Regions from separate parts of the Arachis hypogaea genome. Here region 1 is linked to region 2. Evidence: chromatin contacts called from public Hi-C data. All regions are on one chromosome and are shown on one strand. Each heading gives the region's core, a stretch centred on a gene start, on an enhancer-like site or on the middle of the called end of the contact. The rest is flanking DNA. Distances are from core to core; before and after follow the strand shown. Region 1 holds the start of LOC112723508 (protein SUPPRESSOR OF MAX2 1). Region 2 has its middle 7.3 kb from the start of LOC112723507.

Region 1 (5,100 bases), core at 2,019-4,518, 49 kb after region 2:
CAACAAGTTCATATTGCATAGGCCTCTCATTGAAAAAGGAGTGGGAACAATTCTCTCTGTACTCAAACTTTGCTGATGAAATTTGGGATGTCGACTCAAGCAGGCATCCTGCCATTTCTTCTGCAATTCCTGTGTCCTCTTTTTCACATTCATTTCTTGGCCGTTGCACTATTAAAATACAAAGGAAAACATTTATATTTCACATTCAGCTAACCGAAGTCATTGGGAAGTAAATAAGCTCAAAAAAAAAAGATAAGAAATTTACCTGAGATTGGTCGACGACTTTAGCATTATCATTATTAGTTTTAGCCTTCTGCAACCACTGGGGAAGCGATGGTCGAGCTGCCTCTGATTTGGATTCGGCATCCAGTTTCTCGTTGTCCTTTAACATATCTGCTAGTTCCTGTTCATAGCTCTGGATGCATTGTGGGCAACAACCCGATATTCCTGCGGGTTCTGTGTTATCAGAGGCTCGCCTGGGTGGAGCAATTGCCGTAGTTGGGAAGGGCTTCAACGGGGACAAGGATTCGATCGAGGTACCAAGGATACCGTTGGTCCCAAGCCTAGTTACAAGAAAATAAAATATATATGATTACACCATAGCACAGCATGAAATGCGGGAACGAATAACCATGTTTCAAAGCCTAATCAAGTTAACTGTGCAAAGAGGGGCCATAAAAGAGCTGAATATCCTGCTGTGTTGAACATTGTCAAGGGGTACAGGGACATCACATGTATATATTACAATAAAAATAGAATGCTAAGTATAACAGCATTAGCATATCAGATAAGATTCTGTAAATTTTAAGCCCAAATTGATTCCATAAAAAGAATAATTCCATAAAAACACGAGACACTGAGGCTAACTATCTCATTTGATCTTGTAGCTAACATGGAAGATCACAGAAAAAGTGTTTGTAGAAGAAGAAAGAGAAGAATACCTAGGGAACATTCCAGGGAGGGGGGCTCTGCTGGTAATAGGAACAGCCTGAAGATCCCAATCGTTCTCCATGGAAGGATGATAAACCTGGCACCTCAAGTATGTCTCACAGGTAGCAGTGCCCAATAACCACAGCCTTCCAGAGCCGCCCTCGCCGAACTTCGCCACCAGCCTCCCCATCTCCGCCACAGCAGCACGCCCCGCCTCCGCAACATTCGTCTGCTGCACGTGACCACCACCAACAGCTCCGAACCCAACAGGCTGCTCCACCAGCCACTTCAAGTCACCTAAATTCACAAAAACGCCTCCAGAGCCCGTCGACCCAATCCGGGCCTCAATCAAATCCCCCAACTCCTTCAACCTCGCCGGAATCTGCGCCCTCTCGGCGGGAAGCTCCTTCTCCAAATGAATCACGTGCGTATTCAACCCAACAATCCCGAGCGTACCTTCTCCCAGCTCCTTGCTCTCAATTTTCCTCAGAACCTCCCTCACCGTTGCCTCTGGCTCCGACTCACCCACCAAGATCGGGTTCCTCTTTTTCTTCCTCATCAATATATCCAAAACCCTCTTCACCTCCTCCCCCTTCTGCTGCGGCACCCCCAATTGAACACCGGAACCGGCACCGGCACCCGCTTGCTGCAGCCTTGGGTTCAAGTAAAGGCTCCTCCCCGCCGGAGCCGCTGAAGGAGCCACGGGGGAGGGGCGGAATCCAAGAGCGATTGGACTGGAATTGACCGCCGGAGACGCGGAATTGAGGGACTGTTCGATTGTGGCTTTCACGGCGGGGCTGGAGAAGCTTGCTTCGCGCATGACTCTGCTGACGCTTGGGTCGTCGAGGATGGATATGATGAGCTGCTCAAGCTCGACTTTGACGGCGAGGAGCGGCTGCTGCTGCTGCTCGGGGTAGCCGCGGCGCTGGTGCGCCTGTGCGCGCTTCAGCGCCGCCATGAGTGCGTTGGAGATTGGTGGCTCAGAGGAGGGATTTGTGGTCTGGGAAGTGGGCAAGCGCTCGAGAGCAACGCTGAAGCAGAGCTCGAGTGCCCTGCACTGAAGAGGGTGCGATGAATTCGGGTGAGACTTTATGCAGGCCTGACGCAGGAACCCCGAGGGCGAGGCTAGCAGCGTGGCGGCCACGTGCAGCGGCGTTGTCTGGCCATGGTTGCGTCGGCCGGCCTCGGCGATGGAGTGGTTGAGGACGCTTGCCGCCTCGGGAGTTAAGGTCTGCTGGATGGTGCTCAATCCGGCTCTCATTTCGGAAATCTATGATGATGATGATGATGATTGTAAGTCTCCAGCTCAAAATTGATGAGTTCAGATTGAATTGGGGTAAGAAAAGAAAGAAAGAGATGAAGGATATTATGGGAAGAAGGAAGAGAGGAAGGAGCCCCACAAGTTGTAGAGAAAACGAAATTAGTGTGTGGAGAGGAGAGGGGGATAAGAAAGAAAGAAAGAACACTTGAGAGTATTGACAAATTAGGATTTGCGGGGTGCCTTGCCTTTGGCTAAACAATCAAAACAAGCTTTTTACAAACACAAACAAAATTCAACAAAGTAATACCCCTATCTATCTATCTATCTATCTGGCTACTACTACTACTTTCCTTTTGCTATTGCTTCCCCGTTCTTCCTCTCACTCTCTCTCCTCTTCTTCGATGCGTCGAATTCAACGCCAAAACCAAAATATCAGATCCCTTGCTCCTCCTCCTCCTTCTTCACAACAACATCTCCTCCATTCCTTTTTCTCTCTCTATATCTCTCGCATATCTCTATCCATCTCAATACAAGAAGGAATAAGCGAGCTGTGCCCTCGGAATAAATGGGTAAAGGTCCATAGATGGAGGCAGGTGGTGAATATAAAAGCTACTTTTAACCTTTTTCATTCCCCAAGCTAACTTCTTTTTTCTACAAATATTATATGCATTCAATTTCGCCAATAACTTTTCTATATTTTTGTAAAAAAATATTATTCATACACTAAATATTTTAATATTCATATAAAAATATATTTATTATTAATTCTTTATTTAAATTATTTATTAATAAAATAAAAAATATACACATAATAAAATTAATATTTAATAAAAATAAAAAATTATATTTTTTAACTACGCCACTTATTATATATGTTATTATATTGTTATGTTTGTACCGCAGAGAAAAAAACAACAGAGGGGGAAAAAGAATTGGTTAACTTTATTGTGGCAAGAGAAAGAGAATTAGAGAGAAGGACACAGAAGCGGAGAGAATTTCTAGTAAACGGAGAATTGATGGTTGGATGAAAGTACCATCTCTTGCCAAGATTTTTGAAAAAATAAAATGCTTTCCAAATAGACCAATCTCTTCTGCGTTTTTCTTAAAATAATTAGAATATTCGTTCAGAATATGAAAAGTAAATATTTTTAATTTAATGTATTTAGTATGATTAAAAATTAAAAATATTATTTTCCTATAATTTTTTTATTTTATACAGTCGATTTAATTTATTTACGTGATACTGATTATTGATTGACAGTTTTTTTTATAATAGAGTGAATATAACAATTATTTATTGAATTTATAAAGTCCGTTTCAAAAAGAAAAAAAGTTAAACAACTTTTCTCCGAGTCAAATTTGCGGAAATGGTATTCACACAGGGTAAGATTATTGCTAAATTATATAACCTTTTAAATAAATATTTTCGGTAGATTTTTCTATTAAATTCAAGGGGCTAATAAATTCGATACTACCATAATAGAGGAAAAGAGAACACCTTTTTGGAAAGAGAGAGATGATGATAGGAGAGAGATACTCAGGACTGAGTAAGCTCTTGGATTGACTGCCTTTTTAGTTTCTCTCTCTCTCTCTCTCTCTGTTTTGTTCTTTAGTAATTATTAATTAGTTGTACTGAGTATAATTTGTGCCTCAGTATATAGACTAAGTATATTATAAAAAAATATTTTATAATTTTTTTATTATTATATTGTTAAAATCTATGATGTACGGATACTGAGGACATAGGACATGCTGACACGCGAATTTTAAAATTTTACATAACATGAGAACACGCATACATATAAAATATAAAGTATTTTTTAGATAAATTGTAATGATATTTTGATATTTTATTGATATTAAAATATAAATAAAATTTTTTAATTATTTTTAATGTCTAATTTTAATTATATCAAGTATTTAAAATATTTTTTTATTTTAATAAATAATAATATATACTATATCTAAATTTATTTTAAAAATATATGTTAAGAATAAGATTGGATACGCTGACACGTAATGGTATTTAGGTGTGTTCAGACGTGTCTGGAGAAAAATATTTTCTTTTTTATTAAGACACGATTGGACACCGCAGACACGCGTGTCAGACGAGTGTCGGTGAATGTCGTGTCCGAAATATGTCCGACACGCGAACACGATAATTCAGCGAAGTGTCCGTGCTTCATAGGTTAAAATATATTTTTAGAGTATAAATTAATTAAATCTTTTTTTAAATAATACTTCCTTAATAAAGTTATTAAAAAATAATATTAGAATGATGAATTTTTAATATTAAAAATGTCTAGGAAAAGGCATATATAATTTTTTTCTATAAATTATTAACTAACCGCTGAGTTTTTAAAACTGTAAATAAAAAAGGGAGTTTGAAGGGGGGGAACATGTCCCACGCAGGTTTGGGAGGTAGAGCACACGAGGCGTAAGTCATTGAAGGGTTTAAGAGGGACCCTCACGCGCCTAGGAAATGTGATACTACTTTCTTTCACTCCTTTTTTTGCATTTCAACCAATTTTCTGCTTTTCACACGCAACAGCTACAAAAGGTATCTATCTCACTCTCCTTTCACCTTTTTCAATTTTCATTCATTCGTATGCTTTACTCTCCACCCAAATTACCCCCCTTCACTTTAATCTCTTGTCATAACCCAAAGGTACGTGATCGTCTGGCAAGTTACCATTGCCACATGAAAACACCCACTCCATTTCTTTTCTCTTTTTTTTCTAATCCTTAATTAATTCAACCACATTAAACAAAACTGTCCCTGTCTCTTCATTATGTCAAACTTATTTCTAGATTTTTCTTTTGTCGCATTATTTGACATCAATTGCGACATCAACGTTATACTACTTACTCCTTTATTGTACGTATAAATGTATTACATTATTTATTAC
Region 2 (5,464 bases), core at 1,432-3,931:
GAAGTGTCACAGATTGTGAAGTGTCATGAACAGTAGTTAATCGTGTACATACGTTCAGACTTTGATGATGAAGGGAACTCGTGAACCAAGTATACCAAGTGTTTAGTAGTACTCACATTTAGGTGAACGATAAATCACATATTTAAATTCATATGGTACTAATTTGCTGATATTTTATTTTGGAAATTTCATATGGTCGGCAGAGTGCAGCACCCAACTACTACTTTTTTCTATGTCAAGGAATTTTCTTTATTTCTTTTGGTAGTTCTAGTTATGATAGCAATTTCCCACTGAATTCGTCATTAACTAATACATTGGTGTACTAGCCTAGTTGATATAACCTGGTTGAACCAGAAAACCCATTAAACTAAAACACTTAGTCAACCGGTTTGAATCACCAATTGGAATACACTCTGCTATAATTTAGTCTATCCTTAGAAGTACAGATATATCAGCTAATGATCCAATAAGATTTGTCCAGCTAAACCACCACTTTGATCCACCAAGACAAGGACTTAGCGTGAATAAATTGTCATTCCCGTTTATTTCAAAATTAAAGAAAAAGTATAGTGTTATTCATATGTATACTATATGGTTGATGTATTGATGTTATCCCTGTGAAGTGTGAAGCATACTTGAGCATGATCTGTTTCTTTAGAGGGAGCTGGACAATGAAAAGAAACAAGCTTCCTTAAACTGTAGTTAAAGTTATCTTGTAATATCTAATATCTAAAATACAAGCACTTGAATGATACAGAAATTATGTCAAATTCATCAGACTTTATTTTCTGCTTTCTTTCCTTTTCATTTAATTTCGAATGGCATCAATCAGCACTCTTAGTCCATGTGAATGCTACAAATGGCAAAACCATGTGTGGCCAACGTGCAAAGGATAAGACTGGCTTTGTACATTGACAAGTGCAAATTAACCGTTAGTGGGAATGCCTTCAATTTTCAAACACATCAACAAGCTCCATCATGTAGCTGTATAGGTGCATACAACACAACACATGCATGTTATGTGATTATTTCAACACTAGTTCTAGTATCAGATGCTACTTATCTTTAAGTCAATCTCTATTTAATTTCTCATAATATATGTATAGGAAATATAATTCTACAGCATGACCAAACCATGGGCTAAAATCTGTTGGAACTTGGTGAGAGAAAAGAGTGTGAATGGAAGAGTTGAAAGTTGAAAGCTGTAGAGGCTAGTTATTCCTACTATATTCATCTGTGCTAACAGATTGCAAGCTTCTGTCTTTATTTTCTGACTCGTTTTCTGTCTAGCTATATAAACACATACTGAAAAGGGTTCAACATAGACTCAGAAATCAGAATGCAGTACATAAAAGAATTCTGACCAATCCACCTCATAGTTAACTTGTCTTTCTATCAAAGTAAAGACCCCTCTGTTCATTGCATTTGTTGCTCATTCATTGAACACTAGCTTGCTATGCATGTGTGTGTGTGAAAAAAATTTACATTGAATTAACAGAACCAGACAACCAGTGGTTGTTGGTAGTACATGGTAGAGTGATTGAACCATTTTTTTTGTATCTGCTGATTTTTTAATAATTCAGTTAAATAGTCCTTTAAAGAAATTGGTTAAATTAGTGGAAAACATAAAAAAAAAAAAAAACTTTCTACAGTTAAATATTTAATATGTTTAATAAGTGTTCTAATAAGACTTAAAATTTAAAAAAATATGCAAAAAAAGAAAAAGGAAAAAAATAGTGAAAGCCAAAATGTTGACTCAACCACTTTTATGACAAAGATGGAAAAGATAAGATGTATCTAATAAGGAGAAATAAAATAAAAAAGCATACACTTGTTGACCCATGATTCAAAGGGGTCCTCTAAGGGGAAGGAATAAGAAATCTAGTTTGCTTATTGTTTAAGATTGCTAAATCATAGCAGCAAAGAATCTTAATTCACCAGTGTTTATCATCAATGTCTTGAAAAAACACACCTTCCTCACACACAATGTTGTTAACAATAAGTCTTAAACAGTTTATCCAAAATTTCATAAGATTGTTACTTTTGGTGGAACTAAAATTTTTATTGAATAGAAAAAATAATTTTCAATTTAAGCAATCATACATATTAATATAAGATTGATATTTAAACATATGAATGGTCAAATTTAATGCATATTTGGATCCAGGACGGAATAACATCACAACTTGGACTCCTTTATGAATGAGCTATACAAGAACAGAGAAAAAAAACGAATTAGATCATTTTATCTTAACAAGGCTTGAATCCCTGAAGGCCACACCTCTGGTTTATAGTTTTGGGCCTTATTTTTTTACAAAGTTTGGACCGGGCTTGGTTGCTTTTTGGTAAGGACTGTTCATTTATTGTTTCTGGACCCAATTGTAGAAAAGGCAGCCCAATTAGAGAGGTTCAATGAAACGGCCCTATAAAAGAGCAACTTAAGCCGGGCTTTGGGCTTTTGTCCGATAGCAATTAGTATGTTTATGGTAAGAAACTTTAGGCCCGCTACATAAAGATTGCTTTAGACCTCGTCCAAGAAAAAAAAAAGGTTGCTTCAGACCAAAAAAAAAAAATTCTAAAGATAAATAAGATATCTATGATTTTGATAAAGAACAATTTGAGTTGGAATTATGTAGCAAAAGAACTATAGTTAGCAAGTTGACATAATGAGATCAAATTTGCCAGCTTGTTCCAGGCCCATCCACTCTGACCCTTATCTTTGTAAAAGATTTGCATTATATGCACATGTCCTATCCTGATTTCTCCATTGAATGTATTTTGAACAATCTCGCTAAAACATTGATTTTCTTTAATTATATAATGATATCCTTGTTACAATTTACGTTTCTTTCCTTCTGGTATGTATATAAATTTAGTAATTTAGAAGCAACAATTGATAAATACACCGAAAAGAAAGACTATACTATTACTATATCTATATGTAACATGGGAGAATTAAAAAGGTAGTTGTGACTTTTCCAAATTTATTTCATATCTATATCATCATCTGAACAAGATATGGATGCTTTATTGCAAGGAAGTTTGTGCAGGCTCCTTAGACACTCTTGTCTTGTCCCCTACCTCAAATCTGTTCATCAATGCAACCATTAATGTCAAAAATTCAATATGGTATGGTTGGTATTTTCTCTTTGATTAAAGACACGTGTTTTTTTTCATTTCCGTCATCAATCAGGTGCACGCATTATCCTTACACTATTTCAAGATGATAAAAATATCGGTACCAAATTTAGTTTCATTTGGGATATGCCTCCATAAATTATATATATATGGGAATTTTACTATTATACCCCTCCCATTCACATGCTGCCCTAGTGGTAGTTGGTTACATGATTATTATACTGAGATGATAAAAGTGCTGAATATATATATAATAAGATGAGGTATTGCATAAGCAAATGATAATATAAGAATGAGATACCTACCACACCACGCACATATTCTCAACTCAAATTGTTTACTTTAATATGGATGAATTTAATTTTGATATATTATCAGTATAAAATAATTTTATATGTGTATTTAATTATGTAATATTAAATTAATAAAAATAATTATTTTTTATATTAATTATGTGAATGATTATTTAAAAAATAAATATAATTATATAACTGTATGAAATATTTTAGAGAAAAATTTAAAACAGCCTCTGACAATTACCTCAAAAGACAACGAGACTTTTGAAAAAAAAAATATCTAACTCGATTCTTGAACTTTATTTTTATGGGATTGATTAGTCCCTGTACCAAAAATAGTAAATGTTGTTTTTTTGACATATAGACTAATCAGTACTAAAAAAAAATTGAGTATTTTTTTTTGAGACCTCATTGTTCTTTTAAAATAATTGTAAGGGTGGAATGAGTATTCACTCAATATTTTATAAATAATATATTAAAATTAAACTCTAATATAGATATGGTCAATTAGGGATGGAGGAGCAGTTTTGATTAGATTAGATTTGAAAAATGTGGTGCCAATCATCTTTGTAATTGCAAACGTGATGGTGCTCAAGTGAGTCACTTTGGAATTGGGGTCCACACTCATCAACTAAGAGGAAAAAAGGTAAAGTGGAAAAGTTTGTTAAAATGTTAATTTAAGCATAGTAGTGATGAGAGAACAGGTAAGCATGGCGCTCTAAAAGCCTGCATATCTACGAAAAGATGAACAATAAAATAAAGCCATGTTTTTTCTTCGTCGGCTACTTGTTCCACCTTCCATGCTATCTATTAATTCTATATATTCTAATTCAAGGGATCTATATATATAGTCTCTCTTTATATATTAATATTTTATATTGTACCATTAAATACGTACATAGCACATATCATACATATTGGTTGAATAATAAGTGGAAAGGGAATATTTTGACAACTCTAACTTCCTTGCCTTTATCTATAAAAATAAAATAATGTTAATAAGTTTAGGGCTAATTAATAAGCAATGCTTCAGATGTCAGCATCTGCTTTTTAAAAAGTTAATTCATTCAGTATTCCTTCTAAGACAATCCTTTGCCTTTTTAGGGGTTTAGGTAAAGACTAAAGAGATCGAGGTATACATCATTGGAGGAGTGTGTGTGAAAGAATTTTCTTTGGTTTTAGTTATTATTATATATATGGATAAATAATGGATTGGTTGGTGCGTAAAAGCTTTTAACTTTTTAGCATGGACTTTGATCTTCGACTTTATAGAACATTACAAAAGCCTAGCATAATCAAAGTAGGTTAAAAGCATATGCTTAACTAATACTATAGAGAAATTTTCAAGTGTGCCGTCATACCGGTATTTCAGTTATTTTTAATCGTTGATTTTAATTATAAAAAATATATATAATATATATAATTAAGATCAACGATTAAAAATCACTATACACCGATATGACGATACACTTGAAAATCTTCCAATACTATATATATAAGAGCAAGCATTATATTCCATATTTTTTTGTATTATTTTGTCTTATCTTATTTATATGTATGTATGTATGTTGATGCTTCATATATAATAATTTCTCCGTATATACCAAAATAGTATATTTAAAGAGTTTCTTTCATGGTTCAACCACTATATATTTTAGAAGCAATAATATTCCTCTAGTCTCCTATAAGGTTCATTTCTGTTACACTCAAATATTGCTTACGACTACATGTGATGTAGACATATCTTGCTTAGCTTAATTCCTTTGATATCCTTTTTAATAATTTATGTAGAAAAATGAAAACATAGAAGGTTAACGTTAGGTATGTATTATAATAAGGGAAGATTTTCAAGTGTACTGTCGATATATCAGTAATTTTTAACTGTTAATCTTAATTATATATATTATATATATATATTTTTTATAATTAAGATCAATGGTTAAAAATAACTGAAACACTAGTATGACGGTACACTTGAAATTTTTCCTATAATAAAAGCAGTCAACATGATTGTACAATTTACACAATAA

The links. Hi-C and Micro-C count contacts between places; a contact is called where the count stands out from the background.
Region 1: a Hi-C map of an unstated tissue shows a contact between it and region 2, with 4 times the contacts expected there. The contact joins the promoter of LOC112723508 here to the enhancer-like site in region 2. A contact is called at or near these places in 2 of 8 Hi-C or Micro-C datasets (leaf and an unstated tissue).

The regions. Positions count from the first base shown.
Region 1 is chr11:147,487,228-147,492,327 of arahy.Tifrunner.gnm2.J5K5, forward strand. It overlaps LOC112723508 (protein SUPPRESSOR OF MAX2 1), which reads right to left and starts at 3,269. Exons shown (of 3, transcript XM_025774901.3): 1 at 942-3,269; 2 at 266-563; 3 at 1-168. The coding sequence starts at 2,191.
Region 2 is chr11:147,439,115-147,444,578 of arahy.Tifrunner.gnm2.J5K5, forward strand. No RefSeq gene overlaps it. Among protein-coding and RNA genes, the nearest start is that of LOC112723507, 7.3 kb to the left of the region's middle. Within about 2 kb of position 2,682, at least 3 of the 3 cell types and tissues checked have open chromatin away from gene starts, as enhancers often do.